2 separate regions of the Triticum aestivum genome follow, and region 2 is linked to region 1. The links are chromatin contacts, called in public Hi-C maps. All regions are on one chromosome and are shown on one strand. Each heading gives the region's core, a stretch centred on a gene start, on an enhancer-like site or on the middle of the called end of the contact. The rest is flanking DNA. Distances are from core to core; before and after follow the strand shown. Region 1 has its middle 180 kb from the start of LOC123060793. Region 2 holds the start of LOC123060793.

Evidence for each region. A called contact is a pair of places that touch in the nucleus more often than the background predicts.
Region 2: a contact with region 1 is called in a Hi-C map of leaf, with 4 times the contacts expected there. The contact joins the promoter of LOC123060793 here to the enhancer-like site in region 1. A contact is called at or near these places in 3 of 5 Hi-C or Micro-C datasets (leaf and an unstated tissue).

What each region holds. Positions count from the first base shown.
Region 1 is chr3A:157,659,774-157,664,248 of IWGSC CS RefSeq v2.1, forward strand. No RefSeq gene overlaps it. Among protein-coding and RNA genes, the nearest start is that of LOC123060793, 180 kb to the right of the region's middle. Within about 2 kb of position 1,773, at least 7 of the 8 cell types and tissues checked have an H3K27ac peak or open chromatin away from gene starts, as enhancers often do. A contact at or near this core is called in leaf, where this site is marked.
Region 2 is chr3A:157,838,579-157,843,053 of IWGSC CS RefSeq v2.1, forward strand. It overlaps LOC123060793, which reads left to right and starts at 2,129. Exons shown (of 6, transcript XM_044483634.1): 1 at 2,129-2,230; 2 at 3,214-3,514. The coding sequence starts at 3,378.

The DNA of each region.
Region 1 (4,475 bases), core at 523-3,022:
GTAAATAAGTTTGAGATATATTTACCGTAGGGGTTTGCTTTATTTGTGTGAGATAGAAAATTATGCCTCACTTGGTTGGTGGGGTTGCGCTAGTACCGAACACCCACTATGGTTGTTTTACGCGTGAGACAAAATTAACCAATATTTTCCTACGCTCCACTCCTCTATGTGTCATGTGTATGGGGCCATATTAAAGTCGCCTTTCGTTTATAAGAATTTTGTAAGAATTCTAAAGGATATGAATTTTGTAGTATAATCTTTTTTGAAGCTCTTGGTTTGTACGAATGGATTCCTATGCCTATGTAGGATAGGAACCAATCCTTCACATTTCAAAAAAAAACATTAGCCTAAACTCAATGAAATTTTTTTATCTTATGCATCAAATGACATGTCTTTTTTATAGAAATTAAGATACATGCCATCTCGTTTCCTATGATTTTTTTCTATTCCTATGATTGTCCTATCTTGTGGACCAATCAAAGAGTGGCTCTCATTCTATTGATACATGTGACTTTAGTTTGCACTTCGAAGACCCAAAGCCCGCTTTTGATTCTGGAATGAAGAAGCTAGCCCGTGTAGACTTTAAGGGCGCCACTGCGGCTAAGGAGAAAATGGCATGGTTAATTACATTTTTTTAATCAGTAGCTAAACTGGGCTAACAATGATATGATGAACGTCAAGAACCATGTGCTGGAGGGAGCAAGAAATGACATCTCCCTGTTGCAGCAGAATCCTTCTCCTCCAAGTGCTGGTGTGATAATAGGGGGGGGGGGGGGGGGGGGGGGGCGTAGCTTTGTTAATGGATGGAGCGCGCACCATATTAGAGGAAACAGGTGGCGAGGTGTGGTAGGTGAGGGCAAAGCGTGGCAAGCATCAAGCTGAAAGAGAATACTTGTTGCTCCAGGAAAATAAAAGATAATGTGGGGCAGGGCTTGATGTATATATTTGTGTACATGAATGCATTGATTCTTTCAGAAGTTACGATGATAAAAAGGAAATCAGTCTTGGAAGGGAACCACACTCTTGAATGTGCGGATTATAGAGAGCAACATTGTCATTTTCAGCAAATGTAGTGATTTAGAAGATTCTGCTAATATCCATATGTACATACATGCATGTAGCTTGATAAGCTTTCACCAATTTTGAGATAAAAAAGCCTATTTTTAGTACGATTTTTTTATTTTACTTTTTTAGGATTGTGCAGCAGAAGCTTTGTGCATTCTACTGTGAGAGAGAGAGGGGGGGGGGGGGGGGGAGATACTTACTCTATTTTTTTACGGGGAGATACTTACTTCTATCTATTATTGAGGTAAGTTTCTTCCTCACCAAACCCTAATACCTAGCTCATCCTCATAACTAGCTAGATAATATTAAATTTGGACAAAAATGGTTGGTCTTTACGAGCTGACTCGGTGTGCATATATTATTTTCTTATTTACTACTCCCTTCGTCTCAAAATAAATTACTCAAGTTTGTACTAAATTTAATATAAATTAAGTCACTTATTTTAAGACGGAAGAAGTATATACTACTCCTACGTGAAATAGTATTGCTCGCTACACCCACAATAAAAAAGAAAACACAAGCGATGAGCCAAAATGAACTTTTCCAACGATACACACTGTGATTTATTTTCTGAAGTAGACGGACGGTGTGCACCTTGCAGTCCCAGCAAACCACCACCATTATTTTGTACTTTTGCTTCACAACAGTCCGTCCGTCCCCTCCTTGAATGCACCCCCACCCACGCCGGGCCCACGCAGGCCACGGAGCTTTCAATATCTTTTGTGGGCCCCCCTGTGGTTTGGTTTGCGTTAGGTCAGGTTAAGCCTCCTGTGGTTGGGTTAGGGTTAGGGTTAGGGCCTCCTCCACTTTTGCTGGCCAGCGTGTGGGTGGAGTAAAGAAGATAGTGGGATGTGTGTGTGCGTAGATGTGTTTGTGTGGATTGGGTGGTGTGGCATCTGATTCGCCTCTCCCCACCCATTTCTTCTTGCGGATCCTCTGCGCCATTCTGTATGTGCCCCGCTCAGTGCTTGGTGTTTTGTTGCTGCTTGGTTGTTGTTGCTCCTTGGTAGTACTAGTACTTGACATGAGATGAGTTAGGTTGCTTGTGTTGTGTGTGTACTGCTTGCTTGCTCTCTTGCTGCAATCTTTCTTCAATAATTATAAGCAATCTGATTAGTCGAGAGATTAGCTTCGGTTTTGAAATTAACAATGAACATACTGGCTACATGCATGTGGAGTGAATCTTGAACACGAGAGAGATACACGGATAGCAGAAAGAGACGGGTTTTCTCTACCCAGCATGTAATAAATCCATTTAGTGTGTTATCTAGTATTTCCATTTTGCAAGGTGGAAGACAGCATATAGCTGAACAGTACAGGGGATATATCCTCCTAAGCTAGTTTTACGTTGATTAACAAACCGATTTTATATGGTTACTTTTGGTATATAGTTCCACATTACGGTGGAGCCGATAGTTTAATGGTAGTACCAGTATATATCACAACATGTCTCTTATCATTGATGTTTACTACAAAACTGTTTTTCTAATGGAAATTTGTTCCTGATATATCATTGTGTAGAGACCTCGCCCAATGTGGTAGACACACATTTTATTGTGTGGAATAACTTTGACGCGAGACGAGCTGTTTCGATCTAACACGACTACTTAAATTTTGTTCTAGGTCGAATCTTTGAAAATAAATGAAAGGCGTGAATTTACAAGCCTACAAACACTTACACGACGGGCCAGCAACATCAGTGCATACGTCCTTTGCATCTGCAGCCCATCAGTCAGAGACCATCCTTGTCAGCAATACCAACATTAGTTCTTCGAAACTGATTCATGCACGATCCTTGTGGCCGATGTATGCACGACATGGAAATCCAGCGATAAATGTTCCGATGCATGCACGCATGTCCAGCTGAATTTAGTTTATCGTGTATGAGTCGTCTGAATTTGTCGTGTGTATAGCACGGCTCTTAGTTCTTACAACTCACTCTAGAAAAACGTGTGTGCATAAACCTTTTTCACACAAAAACCTGAATCCAGTGTAAAACTCCCCAAAAAGCACAAGTGTTCGATTTTGAACCTTCGCACATTATTATTTATATATATATATATATTAGAATATTGTATCAAATATTTAAGCTAATGTTTGGCCATATTTCTTCTAACCATCTATTTGAAGATAAATGAAAGAAGTGGATTTACATGCCAATAAACACACAATGGAAACAACAGGGGTAATTCTATTACGCTTTTCATCAATTGAATCCCTAACCTACACAATAGTCTTATTTTTATGCACAAGGATAAATGGAAGTACCAATGCTAGATATGTCGCATACACTCAGATTACGGGCTTGTTTGGGACTGCTCCGCTTCATCAAAATCAATTTCGCTTCACTAAATTTACTTTGGAGCAGTTTCAAGCAGAAGTTGTAGCACTACCAAAGAAAATGTTTGGCTTCCATCTAGCTCCAGCTTCAAGAATGGAAAATTTAGTGGAAAGGATCTATTTGATTGGTTGAGGGCGAAGAAACGAAGGGGTATCCATTTACTGGTGACAGTGGTGGGTAATTTTCACCAAACTCCAGCTTCTAGAGTTTTTTGGAGCACCCCCTGAGGAGCTTCATAAAAAACTAGGAGTTGTACCCCAGATTCTAGTTTTTTGCGGAGCGACATATCGTGGAGCTACCCCTGTTTGGCTTGTGTTTTCTGAAGCAGAGTTCAATTTTAAGGAGCAGAGCAGTCCCAAACAGGCCCTACATGTGAGAATATTATTTGGTGAGAACTTATGACAGAATACTAAGCAACAGTACATTTCTAAGAGAAATTCATTAATTCTAGGAGCATAGATATCGATATTGAATCTCAAGCTTTAACCCGTGGACAAGTTTATTACACACAACTAATTGGCTAGAGGCAATTTACAGAAGGCAAGTTTACCCAGGTTTCGGCCCTCGTGATCGAGATAATACCCTACTTCTGCTTTGATGTGTAATGGGATCATAGCCTTGTATGAGAGCTAAGGGTTTGTGTAGAATGGTGTATATCGTAAGGATTGCATAGAATATGGAAGGTTGAAGAGATCCACTCGGATGTCTGTGTCTTGTATTATATAGAGGGACAAGGCTAGGGTTTGCACGTATCCGGGTTGGCATGATCTAGCCTAATCATGTGGGATTACGCCAGATCTTGTGGGATGCTCCCCGGTGTGCTTCAAGGGCCGAGTCATGGGCTTGACACATCTCATGGCTAATGGGCCGACTCCTGCCTGGTAGGTAAACCATGGGGGGTGATGTGTAGTTATTAGCCTGTGAGTCCTTCATTAACTTTAGTTGTGTCCGGCTGGAATCCGAACTGAGCACGATGTCTCATACTATACACACAAGGTCTTGATGGACTCATGGAATTCCTGTAAAGTAAATGGACCCATCACCATTCACCCGAAGGACATGAACAACG
Region 2 (4,475 bases), core at 879-3,378, 180 kb after region 1:
AGATTAATTAATAGAAAAAACCTATATTCACAAATGTCTCCACAAAAAAATACAGAAAAAAATCCACATAAATGATAATAGAACGATAGTGGAAAAAACTCAAAGCTATGGTACCAAACACACATTGAAGACGAAATGTAAAACACACATATACACACATGGCAGAGTAGTGTGTTTGGTACCATGGCAAAATCCGGCATGGTTATGAGAAGGGGCTGACGTGGTGGCAAGGGCACATGGGACGTGTCCCCCCGAGAAGTAAACATTTGTGTCCACACAAGTCGACCACAACTGATCGCCCCTCTCTCGCAGCCGCCCTTTTCTAGTCCTCCATCACCACCTACTTCCCTCCCATCTATCCTCTTTCTCTCTTCGACCCTCTCTCTCTCGGCACCAATCTCCTCAAAAATCCTAAAGCACCCTAATAGTCGTGTTCGAATACCCAAGCTGGATCCAGACACGTGAGGTGCCCGACATCCAACTCCTTCACCTTATCTTGATTGTTCCAGGGGCCGAGTCGTTTAGTGTCGACTCCTGACGACCTTGATTACCGTGCCACTTGGGCTCAATTCGGTCAAACTTGGTTGAGACCGTCTCGCAAGAGCGCCACGAATCTTGATGAAGTCATCCGGTCATCCCTGGTGTCATTCCTGACATAGGCCAGGCCTTGTCCGACTCGATTTCTGAGAGAGCGATGGACCCATCAATTCAGGTCATTTCCAGTCAAGTGAGAGCGCGAAGCAATGCAGGCCCAACCATGTCATATCCCATCGCCTGCCACATTAAATGTGAGTGTACGACACAGTAGGCACTTGGGGGCTTGGATTGTATCAGGGGCGGAGTTGAGCCCCGGACACCCAGAGCCCAGGCCCATGGGCATGGGAATTTTTGCTAGCTAGTATACATATACAGAGAGATTTTTATGGGCCCGGGGTTCAGCCCAGCCAAAGGAGGCCCACAGCCTTGTTTGGTTGGTTCACCAGCACGAGCACGACCAAGGGACTACACATGACCTAACTCACACTGTTGCACCCACAAGACACACGCGACTCCAACCTCGTGCCACCGCCTCCCTGTTCGACCGCCATCTAGGTTGCCGCCGCCGTGGCGTCGGCCCTCCAACCGCTACCTTCCGGACCCCCAACTTCCCCAAGCATCCCGTGCTTGACAACGAGTTCTCCATCAGCTCCACTGTTCCCACCCCGGCGGCCAAGCTCCAACCCTGTGTACGTCGTTCGCCGCCACGCGCCATCCCCTTTCTTCCCTTGCCTAAACTTGGTAATTTTCTTTGATTCTTTCCACTTGTTCTGTGTACGAACCGCGTAGTCTGCATTGAATGGTACGAGATATTTTTGGGTAGTTATAAGTGTCAAAAAATTCACAGTCCTGGAAAAAATTGGGCCGGGGTTTGCTTCGTTCCTGGCTCCGCGACTGACCACTATCATCACGCCTCCCGATCGACGTGGGATGTGTCCGTAGTGGGAGGCCACGAGAAGACCGTGGCCACGTGGCACACAGATCCACTGATCACAAGTCGACCCTGCAGTGCCACCGCAAACAACATCACTTATTATATCCAAGATTAATTATAGAAAAAACCTATACTCACAAATGTCTACACATAAAATACAGAAAATGTAATTCACATAAATAAATAATATAAATAGAACGACAATGAAAAAACTCAAAGCCATGGCACCAAATCAAGTACACATTGAAGAAAAAAAGTAAAACACACACACACTTACACACACACACACACTTTGGCAGAGCAGTGTGTTTCGTACCACAGCAAAACCTGGCATGGGTATGGGCAGGGGCTGACGTGGTGTCAAAGGGCACATGGGCACGTCTCCCCGGGAAGGAAACATTCGCGTCCACACACACGCCGGCCGCAGCTGATTACGCCCTCTCTCTCCCAGCTGCCTTTTTCTCTCCATCACCACCTCCCTCCCTCCATCCCTCCCACCCATCCTCTTTCTCTACCTCCCCACCCGCTCTCTCTCTCCCTCGGCACCCATCTCCCCAAAAAACCCTAGAGGACGCGCCTTTCCCCACCCACACTCCCCCCAAATTCCCGCCGGAGCCGCCGCCGCGCCGCCACGGAGGCCCAGCCCGCGCGCCGGCCTCGCTGCGATCCCCCCCCCCCCCCCCCCCGGCGGCCGCGACGTCCCTCGCCGTGGATCGTGCGTGCCGAAGCGTCTGGGGGCGAGCCTTGTCCACCTCACAGGTTTGGTTTGATCTACTCGATCCCGTCTCCGCGAGCCCCTCCTGCCTTTTTTTGGTGGATCTGGCGAGGGGGCAGGGGCTCCGTCGTTTTCACCCTAATCTCTCGGCGTCCCTTTTTCTCCTCGGGCCAAATCTTTCCGTTTCTTGCCTCCTCTCCAAGCCCCCGCGGTAGATTTACGTCTGGCGGGTGAAAAAAAAACCCATGGATTTAATCTCCTTTTGTACTAATCGGCTGCCACATCTCCTCCCCATTTTGGATTAATGATTTCATGGAGTAGGACTTGATGTTTGTCCCTTGCGTAGCTTGCGTGGCCCGGCAGGTTTTCGGAAGGGGATCTGCTCGTTCGTCCAAGCAGCGACGCCTCCTTTTTTTTGCCTAGGTTTCGCGGCTATCATTTCATGGATCTCGGCGAGGAGGCTAACCGCCAGGCCAAGAGCGGTGGGGAGAGGGGCTCATGGGGGTGGGCTGTACTGTTTGCCTTGCTTGCTTTTTTGTCTGCGTGGGGTCTTGGCAGTGTTTCCAGCTGTGCATGGGCCTCTCGGGACTCGAGCTCCACCTCCAACTCCGTGGCTCTCGGATGCTGTCGCCGCGCGTCTATATTTCATGTCGCCAAAAAAAAGGTCGAAGCTTACACTGAGGTCTGCCGTCAGTACCAAGGTCGGCCTGGAGCGCACAGCTTTATTGCTTAGTTCCTTATTAGCTGCGTGTCTACACGTCTCCGCACAAGTAGCTGTGTGTGCGTGTTTCCTTTCCCTCGGTATGCATGTTATCTCCTGAGGATTAGTTGGAGATGTGGCTGGGTTGCATTCATTACTATCTTATTAGCTTGGTTTGCTGTGTGATTGTTTACCTTTGTGTCGTGTCATTCTCTATATTCCATGAGCTGAATGAGTTTGCTTGCTTGCATGCATGGATGGATGGACCAAGCTAAGCCATCTTTGTGTTTTGTTCCTCGTCTAATATATGCTTGCTTCTTTATTCAGGCTTTCAACCTACATAGCCATCTTTCGTGAGACGTGTGTTCAGGATTCTGCATGATGATCCAAGCTGCGTTTTGTTTCTCTTCTGCGTGCTGCTTCGGTGTTTGAGTTGTTCCGTTTCGTTGCTGGACCATCACAAGAAGGTGTTCTGTGTTGTGCAAGTACCAATGGAAGTGGCTGCAGTAGAGGAGAGCGATGGGGGAACCAGTGCTGCACCAGCGGAACTACCCAAGCGTGAGGGTGCAGTGGTCGCTGAAACTGATCATACGTCAGCAGAGCAGCCATGCAAGCATTTCTCCATATGGTAATCATCTCTGTTACCTCGTTAACTGTCCTATCATGCTATATGGCACTGGTCAGCTTACACTTTTGCACAATTCTTTGAGCTTACGTTTACATATTCGTCTGTGTTTAAGCATGCATGCATCGTAACATGCATATGTATGACTGTTTTGATGCAAGACGATTCCAATTAATGGTTAGTCAAGTGCATTTATTAGTCTTGGTTAGCAGTGATTTCTGCTAACTACTTGTTATATTTGGTGTTTCATTCCTTTTCTACTTCATATCCAACATAGTACTGTCTTCAGTATGGATGCATCAGAGCACATGATATCATCACTGCTACACAAATGCGTGTCTATATGAGTGTCTCTTCTCCCAGCTCCCTGGGTGTTGTTGCTGCTTTGCAGCCTTGAGGAATACATATTCAAAAAATACGAGTGTCTTTTGTTGATTAATTATTGTGTGTTTTTCATATTTGTCTTGTTTATGTGGATACATGCATTTATTTTAGCCATGCTCTAGATTTGTATTTGTGTACCTGACATTTTTTTTGACGCGTTTCATTGAACGGGATTTCATCAAAAGGATTAGATAATCATAACTTATGCATCAGCAAGCTGCACTGAGTACAACAGGCTTCTCAATGTTCTACATATATACAACATTTGCATAATCTACTTCTCACTATCATCAGCCCCCACATCCTCTCCTCTTGGTGGCAATGGCTGATCCCAACCCCCTCTGTCTGGGCAGTTGTTAACATTTCCATCTGGCTCACATGCATCTGCAGCAGGTCCTGATAGTGAACAGCAACATCTGCTTCCATTGTGTGTTTGTCATATTTATCTTGTTCATGTGGATGCATGCATTTATTTTGGCCATGCTGTACATTTGCATTTGTGTACCTGTCATTTTTGTTAACGTGTTTCATCGAACGCGATGTCAGCAAGAGGATTAGATAATTATAACTTATGCATCAA